Regions from separate parts of the Mus musculus genome. Here region 2 is linked to region 1. A link is a contact called in public promoter capture Hi-C data. All regions are on one chromosome and are shown on one strand. The core of a region is the stretch at or near the end of the contact, and the rest is flanking DNA. Distances in the headings are between cores, read along the strand shown.

Region 1 (3,692 bases), core at 385-2,884:
ATAAAGACTACCCATAGGTTCTGTGACTCTAGAGAACCCTGACTAATACAGATGTCCAACCTGAAGTCGCTGTGTATGAAAGAGGCCTGAAAGCTCACCCTAAGAAGACACGGGGAAGGGGAGGCTGTCACCAGGAGCCCAACCCTGAGGCCATGCTGATTTCAGACTCCCAGTTTCCAGAGCTGCTGGAATTCACTGCTGCTTACATCATCAAAGACACGGGACTGGCACAACACCCCGAGTCTACCCCATGGCCTCTGAGACATGACAAGTTTCTTAGCATTGGACACATCACTCTTCCAAAAAATACATGTGATAGGCATTTCTCAAAGTCTGTGAAATGGTGATAGTTTTTGCTACTAAGACACTTTGGTTTTCTTTGTAAACTATAACTGTTTATCAAATGCTCTGAAAGATTTCCACCATGTCTTCAGACTAAAACACAATGTTTCTAAGTCCTAAAAGATTTCTTGCGTGCCAAAATTAAGCACTACTTAAAAAACATCCCTCTAACTCCCCAAAACAGAATAAGATTCTCCACTAAAAGCTGATCAGGAAACACTGGTGTGTACTAGCAGTAGGTTGTTGAGCCTGGTATTTAGTAGGAACTATAAATGATTTTAAAAACTTAAAGTATGCATGCAAGGTTACTGGAATGTTTCTTAAGTTCCTTTCCTGCATTTTCATTTAAAATTGTTTGTTTAGTTATTTATTCACTTTTAGGGTGTTTTGTTTTGTTTTGTTTTGAGACAAGGTCTCACTACATAGTTTTAGCTGGCTTGGAATTCACTGAGGATCAGGCTAACCTTGAACTTAGAGACTTACCAGCCTCTGCTCCCAGCACTGGATTCAGAGTGAGTGCCACCTTACCTGGCTTCCCTTTTACTTTTCTCCAAGAGGAAAATTTGAGTAACCTTTCTTACAGATGGTAAAGTGTGAAAACAGAGACTAGTTATGGAAACACCAGGGCCAGCAGTCCTTTGACACTCCCTGCTCCTCCCACATCCTCCCAGCTCCTCCCTGCTCCCTCAGGCCCTTTAAAGAAAGAAGACTTTAAAGATAGGCCCTAAGGCTACAGAGGTGGCACACACCTTTAATTCCAGCAGGTAGGAGGCAGAGGCAGGCAGATCTCTGAGTTTGAGACTAGCCTGGTTCACAGAGTTTCAAGACAGTTACGGCTACACAGAGAAACCCTGTAACCAACCAACCAAGAACAACAAAAGATGGCAGAGGGGTTTAAACCAGCAACATCTTCAAGGTGTGAAGATCTGAAGCATTTTTTGTGGTTGTTGCACAGGCTATGGTGGTGGGAGTTTTCCATTGCAGTTCACTTGGCTTGGAAGTTCTGGGGATCAAACTAAGGCCTCCCCATGCCAGGCAGTCGCTGTGCCTCTGAGCTACACCATTGGCCCTCAATTCTGTTTGGTTAACTGAAATAATGAGCATCTCTGCATGAGAGCTTACACGTACATCTATCTGCCTGCTGTGATGTCCAAAGGTCTCATTTTGTTCCAAATCTGTTCTAATTTATGTCTAACACTTATTCGGCTCCAAATCGGCGTACACGATGTGTCCTTCTTCTCTGTTTATTCTAGCTTGCTGTGCTTTCGTTTAAACCATCTGCTCTGTTTGCCTGTCCTGTTGACCTGTGCCTCACCAGTTCCCAGAGGAGCTGACTCTCCTGTGAGCAAATAAATAGCTTAGCTAACACCTTGGGTGGTATGGGTTTCAACAGCTGTTTTGTTTGAGCAAACCCATAGCCATATGGATGTGCATACGCTATAAAAACATAAGCTGCAAGAAGAATTGTGATTGGTAGGGTACACTAAATAGGGTCATTGGCTGCAAGGGAATTGAAGGTTTCTTCTGACTGGGACTGCAGAGAGCAGCTGTGTGAGGAAGTATGGTGGACGTGTATGTACTGTGCTCTGCCACTGAGCTACAACCTCCACCCAGGAGGAGGCTTTTCAGTGCCAAGAAGCAGCTCACTATGTGTGTCAACACTGTAAAGGGCTAAATAATAGCCACTGTAAAAGCGGTAAGGTGAGGAGGAACGAGTTTAACACAACTACGGAGGAGAGAGCGGGACCCAGAACAGAGGAAGCGGGACCACAGGTCTGGAGCCTGTGTATGGGGTGGGTGGACTCACCTTTTTCTGAAAGTAAAGGAAAGCCATTGTAGAGCTTTGGGAAGGAGGAAGACAGGATAGGACCTTGGTCTTTCTTTTTTTTTTACCAGCCCATCTCACCCGATCTTGTCCCAACTGAGCCGTGACTACATCTTGTTCCGTCTCCTTCCTGCCCTCCACCCCACTGATGACGTACCACTCACGCGTACGTCTGCCTTGAATTTTGTCTTTTATATGTAACAGAGATTTCTTCCTAATCCTGCTTTCGAATTATGTATATGTACTGTACATGTATAAGTACATGTACATGTATGCAGGCTTTGCTGCTTCTCTTGGCATTTAAACGCATTACGTGGTTCACGTCTCTAGCCCTTCCCCATTAGAATACAGAGAGTTATTTATGTTCACCGCTGAGCCCTCGGTGTCTAAGACATTCACGGCAGCCAGAAGACAGTAACTGTGTGGATGAATGAATGAATAAATGAATGAACGTGTAGCTTGTGCTGCTTGAGGGATGAATGAGACAAGAGGAGTGCAGCGAAAGGTAGGTCAGAGGTGAGCAAGTTTCTGAGCGCGTTGGGTTTTAACATTTAGGGTTGGCAGGAATTGAGCCTTTATTTAATTGGCATGGAAAACTACAACGGAGTCAATGAGACCAAACCAGGAAGGTGTGACCTGGTCGACAGCAGCTCACAGCTGCAGAATGAATTGTGATGGCCAGAAAGATTTTCTATGTCAATGAAATAGGTAGCTGTACTCTCTTATTCCTGTCTATGTGTCTTGAGGTCAGCTGAGGGTGGACTGGACTGGGTTCCTGCTTCAGGCTGTATATATACCTATGTGGTGGTTTGTATTTGCTTGGCCCAGAGAGTGGCACTATTAGGGGGTGTGGACTTGTTGGAAGAAGTGTGTCACTGTGGGGATGGGCTTTCAGACCCTCCTCCAACCCCCCTTGGGAACCAGTCTTTTCCTGGTTTGCCTTCATAACAAGATGTCAAACTCTTAAGTTCCTTCTTCAGCACCATGCCTGCCAATGCACTGCCATGCTTTCTGCCTTGATGATAACAGACTGAACCTCTGAACCTGTAAGCCAGCCGCAATTAAATGCTGTCATCTTTATTATAAGAGTTGCCCTGGTCATGGTGTCTCTTCACAGCAATGGAAACCCTAACTAAGACAGCCTAGGACTTGTTCCTACCTGTGTACCCAGGTCTTCTCTGTGTTTTCTTCGTGAGTGGGCCTCAGGTTGAAGGGCCAGCAGCAGCTTGAGAGTTACAGATGTGCAAGAGAGCAAACTCAGGCTAGAGGCGTTGCTCATCTGGCAGAGTACTTACTAAGTACACACACAGCCAAGTAAGTACACAGAATACAGTATCATGGTACATGCCTGTATTCTCTGCTTTTGGAAGGTGGGCTATAGAGAGATCAGAAGTTCAAGGTCACGCTTGATCACATGGCAAGTTTAAAGCCAACCTGGAATGTATGGGACCTCTGAGGGAAGAAGAGGTAGAAAAGCCAACCATATAAGCATGTTGAAGCTTGAATTCAGATCACCTCATCAGAC
Region 2 (3,692 bases), core at 845-3,344, 300 kb after region 1:
ACTAAGGCAACTTATAAAAGAAAGCATTTCACTGGGGGCCTGCTTACAGTTTCAGATGGTTAGTCCTTGACCATCATGGTTAGGAGCAATGGAGGCAGGCATGGTCCCAGAGTAGTAGCTGAGAGTTTACAAAATATTACCTGAAAGTTCAAGGCAGAAAGAGAGAGAAACCTCAAAACCCACACCCAGAGACACCCCTTTCCAACAAGGTCACACCTCCAACAAGGCCATACCTCCTAATCCTTCCCACATGGTTCCATAACTAGGATCAAGTATTCAAACATGAATATATAGAGGCCATTATTATTTAAACCTCCACATCAATCTACACGAGGGATGCCCCCATCCCAGAGGAGAAACTGACTTTAGCAGAAAGACTGTAAGTTGGATTTGGTATGCTGACTCTAGGACACACTGGCCATACCCATGGGGAAACATTGACATTAAAGCCCAGAGGAAGAAAGCTTGGGACTGAAAACAAATAATGGCAGCCCTTGGCGTATTGATGGCCATTAATGTTGTGAAGAGCACAGAAGAATAAGGCATGCTGGTGTTTAGTAAGCAAATATAATAAATTAGAGGAGATTGAAATTAGCAATTGTGCTTCTGCTCAGGTTGACATTTCTATGATCATACGCATAGCAATACATCACAAATATGTATAGCTTGTGCTATCTCACAGAGAATATGTATACAATCATGTGATCTAACTAGACAGAAAAATGTTTCTTCCTCCTCCCCGTCCCTAAATCGCCCACTGTTCTGTCAGAAGGCAAACCAGGACTTCAGCCATCTCATTTATTTTTCTTTATTCATCTTCCAGTTTTTAATGTCTATTCCTTTTTAAAATTCATTTTCTAGTCACTGTTTATTACCTAGTTTAGTCTATTTATTAGGTTTCCTCTCTGATATGATTGTAGCACAGTGCTCTTTGCTCAAAACAATAACAACAAAAATAACAACATCCCCCCCAAAAAAAGAACCCCAAAATATTTTTTTTTTTTTTTTTTTTTTTTTTTTTACCTTCAGATACATGAAAATTATTTATTTCAAATATCTTCCAAAGTAACAATCAGAAAGGAAAGGGTTTGCTTTTTGCTAAATTCTTTTTTTTTTTTTTTTTTTTTTTTTTTTTTTCCATTTTTTATTAGGTATTTAGCTCATTTACATTTCCAATGCTATACCAAAAGTCCCCCTTACCCACCCACCCCCACTCCCCTACCCACCCACTCCCCCCCTTTGGCCCTGGCGTTCCCCTGTACCGGGGCACACAAAGTCTGCGTGTCCAATGGGCCTCTCTTTCCAGTGATGGCCGACTAGGCCATCTTTTGATACATATGCAGCTAGAGTCAAGAGCTCAGGGGTACTGGTTAGTTCATAATGTTGTTCCACCTATAGGGTTGAAGATCCCTTTAGCTCCTTGGGTACTTTCTCTAGCTCCTCCATTGGGAGCCCTGAACCCCAAAATATTAACTTGCTACTGCGTAGATGTCATGCTTATGGGCACAGTGTACCGGATTTCTAGTACATCTGCTACTCTTTTGGGTGGGGGGAGGTGAGAAGCAGGACCTCACTATGTAGTCCTGACTGAGCTGGAACTCATTATATAGACCAGGCTGCCCTCAAAATCAAAACAAAAAACAAAAACCCACCTGCCTCTGCTTCCCAAGTGCTGGGACCACATCTATCTCCAGCTACTTTTCCCTAAGCTGCTCTATTCTCTACCACCACAGGCTACTCTTCCTTGAGCATTTGCTGCCTTAAGATGACCCTCTCCGCAGCCCATGGCGATATCTTCTCTAGGATTTTAGCTTGTTTGCAAATATTGAAAGTGTTGTGTAATGGATGGAAGAAATACCCATTTAAGGATTGATGTGTGATGTGTGATGGGTAGGGGTGTGAGTGTGTGGGTGTGGTTTCACTTGCTGTTTTAGACCCAACACTGTAAGGCCAGTTACCGTGCTTCTTAAGCTCTGGTGGGGTGGTAGAGGAGTCACATCTGTGGCTTCCCACTCAACAGTCACTTATTCTCAGCATTTGGACCAGTTACAAGTCAGTTACTGCTGACTCCTGTGAAATTCCCTACCTGAGCTGACAGCAGCACTAGTCTCTGGACACAAACACAGTTACATAAAAGGTTGTTTAATGGGACATCATGTCCTGACCTCTAAGAAAACTTTTTGAGATGTTAACCTTTTCCCACTTACTAAATTTGATTTTCTCTCTTTTTGTTAATACAGCTCTCAAGAGGCAAAATTTATACAATAATCCTTTCAACTCTGTGAGTTACTCAAATTCTTATAGTCCAAATGCCAGTAGCCCATACAGCAGTGGCTTCAACTCTCCATCCTCAACACCAGTGCGACCTCCCATAGTCAAGCAGCTTATACTTCCTGGAAATTCAGGTAAGGAGTGGCTTTACCTCCAAAAGTAACAACTCGTTTTATTTATGAAACTGAAGCAACAGGGGGAAATCTCCTTGATGTGCTGTTTTATACTAGTTACTGTACTGAGCACCAAAGATACAAAGGCAGCCTGTTAGTGGCAGCCTGTTTTCTGCATAGAATTTTCTTTGGTGTGTACCTAAATCTGGTTTTAAAACTAGTATTTAAAATCTGGCTAAATTAAACAGGACCACACATTTGATTCCTTTAACCAGTAAAACCTATTTACAGCCTGTTGGGGTTATAAAGTCTACAGACCTGTCTTTAAAAGAGGTTTAGTAAGCGTGATGGCATAGGTATTGTCTGTGAATGTACGAGAGCAGTATGTGCTGTAGTAGTAGTGTGGACGGCAGACTGCTGTGGCCTGGGAGTCCGCTCTGTTCTCGGTCTGCTACTGGCACTTTGCTTGAGTAGCTCACTCTTCTCTACCTCACCACATCTCTCTTACTGCGTTCTTCTTTATCCTTTTAGTGCAGCTTCCTTTAAAATGGTTAGTGTGCTGCTTAGCAGTGTGTGTGCATGTGTGCTTCTCTGCACATGCATGGGGGGTCCACAAGTTGACATCAGGTCTTTTTCTTCCATTTCCACCTTAGTTTTGTGATAGGCTCTCTCACTGGGCCTGGAGCTCATGTTTTGGCTAGAGTAGCTGGCCAGTGAGCTCCAGAAACCCACCTGCCTGTCCGGCCCCTCCTGCTAGTTTACAGACTCTGCTGCCCTAGGTGCTACCTTCAGCAATCAGGGCTTACCTTTGACCAGTAAGAGGCAGCTGGGGACAGTAGCAAATTTGGGAGTCACTTTTCTTGTGCCTGGTACTGGGTCTTTGGTTCCTGTGGAGAGCATTGTCAGCCCAAGTGGCATACTTCCTTTAAGCTCTCTCAGGCTCTCTCTTGGGCTCTCTCTCTCTCTTTGAGAGATAAGATAAAGTATGTATAGATATGTACATATATATATATACACATGCATACATATAGATGTTATGTATATAATTTTAGATAAATATAAGATACTATGATATTTTCTTGAGGCTTTTATCAAGCCTTGGTGTTTTTGTCTGCCCTCCCTTTTTCTTGTGTTGATGTCCCTCCCCATTCCCACTCGAAGCCCTTCCTCCTCCATTTTTTTTTTCCTCCTCCATTTTTGTTTCCTTCGTATCACGTGTTATTCCCTCTCTAGAGCTCCCCTGACCCATGGTTCCATTATAGTCTGCTGGTTTTCTTCAGTGATTCTGTGTTTCTAACCTAATGCCTG

Evidence for each region. Promoter capture Hi-C pulls out the DNA fragments that hold promoters and counts their contacts.
Region 2: a contact with region 1 is called in a promoter capture Hi-C map of liver, with 2.8 times the contacts expected there. The contact joins two enhancer-like sites. A contact is called at or near these places in 1 of 39 promoter capture datasets (liver) and 1 of 15 datasets of contacts at CTCF or cohesin (the NIH/3T3 cell line).

The regions. Positions count from the first base shown.
Region 1 is chr5:72,651,612-72,655,303 of GRCm38.p6, forward strand. The region is part of intron 1 of Nipal1 (NIPA-like domain containing 1); the gene reads left to right. Among named protein-coding and RNA genes, the nearest start is that of Nipal1, 5.7 kb to the left of the region's middle. Within about 2 kb of position 1,635, at least 13 of the 459 cell types and tissues checked have an H3K27ac peak or open chromatin away from gene starts, as enhancers often do. A contact at or near this core is called in liver, where this site is marked.
Region 2 is chr5:72,946,322-72,950,013 of GRCm38.p6, forward strand. It overlaps Slain2 (SLAIN motif family, member 2), which reads left to right. Exons shown (of 8, transcript NM_001113423.2): 3 at 2,241-2,405. Among named protein-coding and RNA genes, the nearest start is that of Slain2, 34 kb to the left of the region's middle. Within about 2 kb of position 2,095, at least 9 of the 459 cell types and tissues checked have an H3K27ac peak or open chromatin away from gene starts, as enhancers often do. A contact at or near this core is called in liver, where this site is marked.